2 separate regions of the Sus scrofa genome follow, and region 2 is linked to region 1. The links are chromatin contacts, called in public Hi-C maps. All regions are on one chromosome and are shown on one strand. Each heading gives the region's core, a stretch centred on a gene start, on an enhancer-like site or on the middle of the called end of the contact. The rest is flanking DNA. Distances are from core to core; before and after follow the strand shown.

Region 1 (3,457 bases), core at 421-2,920:
CTTAGAGCAGAGCAGAGGTGATAGTTGTGAGGTACTTACGACAGGGCTATCCCAGTTGTGACTTCATTCCATACAGACTAATCAGGACCCATGCCCACTCTCCCTGGTAATCCAGCGGCTCTCCAGACCTACCCAGGTCCCAGCAATATTGGCAGATGCCACTGGGGGCCCCCAGAGCAGATTCAGAGCTGCCAGAATTCATTCTGATGAGTCAGTGACAGGTTGACCAGTTGTTCAATGTTCTCTCACTCTGGAAAAGGGTTCAAGACTCACTGAATTACAGATCACTTACCTTTACCCAAAATTTTTCCTTCAATCACTGGTCCTTTTTCTGGTCAACATTGATCTTGCTCACCCCACTCATTTTACTAAAGACAAAACTGACAATCACAAGTTTGAGGTTATTCATGCAAAATCAGGCAACTAGAGAGAAGCCAGGGCAGCCAAAACAGGGCCAGAAATCAGTCCTCACTTCCAAATGTCATGCCCATTCGAGTTTTCCTAAATTGGAAGAATATTTAGTCTGACTCTCATATAGTGTTGACAACCTACAAAGTCTATATTGTGAATCAAACTATTTGAACTAATGTTGCTTTAAAGAGATATTACCATTTCTTTTAACAGCAAACTCTCAGCTTCGACATATATTTTTATCAGAGCTGGAGCGATATCATAGGAAAATTCTACTCATTGCAGAGGCAGAATTGCGCTTAAATGACTTGCTTAACATCACAGAGCTATTTAGTGACAAATCCAAGAGCTGGACCCAGATCTCTTAACTCTCAGTGTGGTGCTCATTCCTCGAAACCACAACCTCATTCACTTGTGTTTTTTAAAGGAAGTGTCTGCGTGAATGACCAGTTTAGCACAACGCAAGCTGCCATGTAACCAGTGTAACCATGTAACCTGACTACAAGTTTACTTTTCTCCAGGACAAGGTGTGAACAACCACATCTGAGATGTGAGAGAAGCCCTGCAATGATGTACTAAGCTTGAGGAAACTGCCCTCTACTGGGATGCAGAGGGGTGTCAATTGTACCTAAAGGGACAGTCCTTAAAAAACGGGGACTGAATCATTGAGTTCCCTGAGGTTCAATGAGGAATAAAGCAGGTATGTAGCACTATCAATAGAAGGAAGCAAAATGTCTTCCCATGTGCCTTGACAGAAAATTATTTTCCAGCTGGCATCACATTCACTTTTACAAGGGCATGTTTGATGTAACACTCCCCATCCCCCCGCCCCCCACCAACCCAGCATCTGGCTTTTCCAGCAGATCCCTAGGGCATATCTGTTACCGGGCTGGATGCACTCTTGTGAGAAATCTGGGAGCTACATCCCTGCCTTTCATCCACCCCAAACCACAAAGACACAGTGGTTACCTCTGTGTGTTACCAGATAAGATTACAGAGGAATTAGTGAGGTGTCTGTGATTCAGTTTAAGGCCAACGCAATTGCTACCACCTCATCACTGAAGGGCTTTGCAGAGGAAATAAGCACCATTGGGTCACAAGGGTGATTTTCCTGTCCAGTCCTAAAAAGGAACTGCCCTCAATAAATCATCTTCCTAATGGAAATGACAGGATTATTCTCCCAGGAGAGCAAAACCCGGAGGACTGTGCAAACCACATGTCCCTCTCAAGGTCAATGGGAAGGAAATGCACAGCCATTGCTGCCTGAGAGGATCTAAGGCTTCCTAGGGATTTGTTCCATCTCTCTCCCTCTGAGGTCACTTTTAATGTCTTTTCAAGTCATTGTTTACATATAAAGATAGAACTGCTCTTAGTAAGTACGCTGTATGTTTTGTTTTTTTAAAGTCTGTTTCTGTGGTTAAGCACAAGGGGCGAAAAAATCCATCATATATCTTAAGGAAAAAGGAAAGATATAAAATTCGTGTAAAATACATTTTTATCAACAATGCCAGCCTAATTAAATACAGCGGGGAAAAAAAAGCCAACTGGTAGTAGCGATAGCTTTGAAGATTATATGTGATTATCTTTCCTTCTCTGTGTGTGTGTATGTGTGTTTTAATTTTTACATTTTCTCTGCTTTAAAATTGGCTTCTAAGATACTTGCTATTTAAACCTACTTATTCTATTATCTGTAAACTAAAATAAGGGTTGGGATGCATACTAATATCAAGATCTATTTTTTAAAGTAGAACAGAAAAATATGGATACTATAATGGGATTTTTAAACCAGAACTAATAATTCACTTATTCATCAATTCAATTAGTTTAAGAGCTTTTAGTGAGCTTTGTATATGGCACTTGGCAAAGAAACTTCAGCTCATTCTTTCTGAAATGAATTTGTTAGAACTCAAAGTTTTCTTTTCCAATCAAAACGTTAGGAAATGCCACTCCCAATCTGACTGAGCAGTCACACTTTTGATTTCTGAGAAATTCCTGCCCAGGTCACTAGAGAATGAAAGGCCAGCTTTGAGGAAGTTTCTGGAACAGAAGAATCTCAATGAAATTGGCTGGACTTTTCTGAGTGGTGAAAAAAAATATCCCTTCAATAAAGCAAGGTATATGGGAGTTAAGATCACAATTTTATCAAATTCAACCTAGACATTTAGTCAGATCCTTTGAAACTTTTTCCCATGATTAAAATTCTTATTTGTTGCATTTTTGGCAATGATGACTAAGTGACTTGGGACACTGGCCCAAAAATCGGGGGGGGGGGGTTGTTGTTAAACAAATTAATAAATTAGAGGAAATCATTTTTTTTTTTAACATTCACTGTGACTAGCACACTTTGGGGGGGAAAAAAAATCACAATTTGTTACATATGCCTTTTGCATTTTTAACTCCTATCCCAACAGTTGCCATGATAAATTCCATGGAGCACTTGAACCAAGCAGTTCTCCAAGGATGGCCCAAGGAAACCTCTGGCTCCTCAAGACCCTTTTAGGGAGTCTACAGTTTCCTCCCTCTTCCACCTGAAGATTTGCATAAAGTCATATCATAATAGATTAAATGCAGAAGCAGATAAGATAATTTATCACTATTAAGCTAGACAGTAATAAGGTTTACAAAAAAATATTAAACAATGCCACTTTCAGAGTTCCCGTCGTGGCTCAGTGGTTGGCGAATCCGACTGGCTACCATGAGATTGCAGGTTCAATCCCTGGCCTTGCTCAGTGGGCTGAGGATCCGGCATTGTCATGAGCTGTGGTGTGGGTTGCAGGCTCGGCTTGGATCCCGCATTGCAGTGGCCCTGGTGTAGGCCGGCGACTGCAGCTCCGATTGGACCCCTAGCCTGGGAACCTCCGTGTGCCGTGGGGGCGGCCCTAGAAATGGCAAAAAGACATTTCTCACTATTTTCTTTCTCACTATTTTCTTTTAAATAGTATAGTTATTTTCACAAAAATATGTCATTTACGTTAAAAATTTTGTAATTGCTTTTTATTAATTACTTTTGTTTATTACTATTATTGGTAATATAGTAACAATTTTC
Region 2 (3,457 bases), core at 323-2,822, 190 kb after region 1:
GAAAGAAAGGTGTGGGAGGGAGGAAGAGGTGGAAAGAAGGGAGGGAGGGAGGAAGAGAGGGAAGAAAAGCTGGAAGCACAACTAGAGTCTAAATTGGTTCAAACAAGGGATCTTAAGGAATTATACCTACTAGAAGAGGAAGAAGCCAAAAACAAGAGAAGTGGTGAAACCTGGATGATACCAGCCATTAAGACCACTCATCTTTGCTTATTATGCCCTGTATGGTCCAAGGGTATCCTGAACCTGCAATGTCACTGTGGCTACCCAATAGTGTGTCGCTCTGAAGCTCTCCAAGAAACCAGGCACTCAGTTGATCCCAGCAAAAACTGCCACAAAAGTGTTCTTTAAGTTTGCATTGGAAATTTCATCTAAATGGAGCAATATAGAAAACTATAGATTTGCTATTCTTGAAAGGTGTGATCAGTTCACTGTTGGGCTCCATGGTCTGCAGCGCCTCTTGAAGACAGAACCCTGTGTTGTTTTTCCTGCGCTGATACAGCCAGCTAGGGAAGCAGAGCCAGCTCACCCTGTTATATTCCCACTAAAGCATCAGCCTGATATTTCACCGTTTGGCTGCTCCTGTCTCACCATAGGAAAGGACTGTTGTGCCTATTCCCTAATCTATTATTTCTCTTAATAAACGAAGCAGCAGCTTCCGTTTATTACAATTCTCTGCTATGCTTAAGGCTCAGGCAAGGCAGTTTACACACAGGATCTCATTTGATAATCACCTTGGCAAACTCTTCAACCATGAATGCACTTACCGAGATCTATTTTATACACAAATGGTTATAAAACATGTAAACCATAGGAATCATATTTTGTAACCATTCTGTTTATGCTATTAGGAAAAAAGCCATAGGCTGCCAATCAAAAAGAGTTAATTATGAACGGAACAAACTTATGTTGTTTGTCTTGCAACTTTGCAGCAGTTGATATATTCTGGCCCTGAGGCTTTATACTTCAACTCCTATGCTGTTTTTTGTTTGTTTGTTTGTTTGTTTGTTTGTTTTTCACTGATAATTTTGAATCCTCAAATGCAGGGTCACAGATAATACACCCTTTAGGCTCCCATTTGAAAATCCCAGACAATAACTTTATACCTAAGTAACACAGAAACAACAAAAGTATATTTTATCTATGTAAAAAGCGCAAATAAAAGTAATTGTTCCTTACAAGCTTAATTCCAATTACTGCTACAAGTGGAAAGCCCGTAGTTAATACGCGGTCCACTTAGCTCACAAAATGAACGGGTTGGTTTAATCGTTTTGTGGGGTAATACTGCCTCTGGTGGTGGCTAAGAAGAACTTCACATTTAATTGCAGAGCGTCATTATCTGAATCCTTGCAACATTCCTGGTTCCTTTTAGCTAGTTTATGATTCCCCTGATCTATAAAAGATACAGAGAATCTGACATATACATATTGTGTAATCTGCATGTTATTTAAATTTCATGGATGATGTTTTTCCAGGCGTTCACTTTTTAAATTCGGCCAAGAGGGAACTGCTCTGGAGGGGTGATTTAAAGGTTTCAGTTCTGGCTTTACCTGGCTGTGCCCTTCGCTGCAGATCAAGGCGTCCTGGGACGCGCCCAAACCCAAGCGCTTTTCTTCCTGCTACCCGCCCCTATCTCACTTCCACCTTCAGTTCCACTTCCTTGCATCCTATTAATGCACCAATGTTCTCATTTTGCCTGAGGTTTTGATGAATAATAGGCAAGCTCCCGCTTCCCAGATATCATTTGCATTAGAGCGCTTCCCGAAATACCATGACACACCCCTTCCCAGAAACAATTATGAAAGGGAATTTTAAGATACAAAACAGACCCATGGGATAATTTTTCTCACCCTTTCTGATGATATAGGATGTCTGCAAGGACCCTGGAGTTTTTTCCAAACCTTAGACCTCTGCTGCCACCTACAGGAAAATTTTTGTAACAGCATGTTCTACCGCTACTATGTCAAAAACGTTCGCAAAGTTTCAGCTATACAAGATGCTTTAACTTCTGGAGATCTGCTGTCAACATCGTGCCCATAAATATGTTGTGCACTTCAAAAAGAGTTGAGGGTATATCTCATGTTGAGTGTTCTTACAATAAAGAAACAAAAGCTTTTTTTTTTTTTTTTTTTTTGCTTTTTTAGGGCCTTAGCCCCAGCATTTGGAAGTTCCGAGACTAGGAGTGGAATCAGAGCTCCTACACCACAGCCACAGCAACGCGAGATCCGAGCTGCATCTATGACCTACACCATAGCTCAAAGTAACGCTGGATTCCCCAATCCACTGAGCAAGGCCAGGGATGGAACCCACATCCTCATGCATACTAGTGGGATTCATTTCCACTAAGCTGGAATGGAAACTCCCAATAACAGCTCTTTGAAATAGAGGAGGGGAAGGAAGGAGGGAGGAAGAAAGAAAGGAGGAAAGGCTACCAGGAGAAACATGTCTGAATTTTGTAACAGCGCCAGCTAAGGAAAAATTGGCTGGCATCTATTTTATGGTACTTCACAAATTTTATAGCACTTTTTATTTGCTACTCTATCAAATAATAGGATAATAAAAATAGGAGTTCCCATTGTGGTTCAGCGGGTTAAGAACCCAGCGTGGGTTCTGTGAGGATGCAGGTTGAATCCCTGGCCTCATTCAGTGGGTTAAGGATCTGGTTAAGTGGTATAGGTCACATATAAAGCTCAGATCTGGTGTTGCTGTGGCTGTGGCATAGGCCTGCAGCTGCAGCTTGGAATCGACCCCTAGCCCAGGAACTTCCATATGCTCCAGGTACAGCCATGAAAAGAAAAAAGAAAAAAAGAAAGGAAAGAAAAGAAAGAAAGTAGCTAATGCTACTTCTATCGTGTAAATATATAAATAATAAAAGCATGAAATTTTCGTATTACATATACAGAACAAAACTATATGACATAAGTAATATCCTTACATCCTACAGTAAGAACCCCTGGCAATTAAAGGGGACTTACTACGCGGCCAGCTGGGTTCTCTGTACTTTATCACTGTTACCATGTTTACACCTTTAATTTCTCAATTATACCTCGAGGTGAATACTATTATTAGCTCTACTTTGCAGAGGAGGGAACTGAGATTCCGAGAAACTCACTTGTCTAAAGGTCCCCTTCTGGTTAGGAGCCGAGCTTGGATCCAAGCCCTGTCCATCTGCCTTCAGAGTTGGTGTTCCTCACCACAGCGTGGACGCCTGTCATTTCAGTAAGCAGATGATAACGAGAAATGCGGTGCTGTGAGATAAGAAGAATTAAACCCAGCATCACCCCTGCATTCATTCACAAGGATCACTGGGCCCTGAGAAGGCAGAGGTGAGTGAGATAAGCAAGGGCCTTTCTCACTACCATGCATGCTAATATGAAGACAATCAACAGAAAATAGACTTTTTTTTTTAAAGAACTGTGTGTGTAATAAGCATAGCTTATGAAATAGATAAGCTATGTTG

Evidence for each region. A called contact is a pair of places that touch in the nucleus more often than the background predicts.
Region 2: a contact with region 1 is called in a Hi-C map of psoas muscle, with 2.1 times the contacts expected there. The contact joins two enhancer-like sites. A contact is called at or near these places in 7 of 47 Hi-C or Micro-C datasets (embryonic fibroblasts, heart right ventricle, mesenteric adipose tissue and 4 more) and 1 of 2 datasets of contacts at active chromatin or transcription factors (skeletal muscle).

What each region holds. Positions count from the first base shown.
Region 1 is chr13:191,927,086-191,930,542 of Sscrofa11.1, forward strand. No RefSeq gene overlaps it. Among named protein-coding and RNA genes, the nearest start is that of N6AMT1, 320 kb to the right of the region's middle. Within about 2 kb of position 1,671, at least 6 of the 83 cell types and tissues checked have an H3K27ac peak or open chromatin away from gene starts, as enhancers often do.
Region 2 is chr13:192,121,814-192,125,270 of Sscrofa11.1, forward strand. No RefSeq gene overlaps it. Among named protein-coding and RNA genes, the nearest start is that of N6AMT1, 120 kb to the right of the region's middle. Within about 2 kb of position 1,573, at least 23 of the 83 cell types and tissues checked have an H3K27ac peak or open chromatin away from gene starts, as enhancers often do.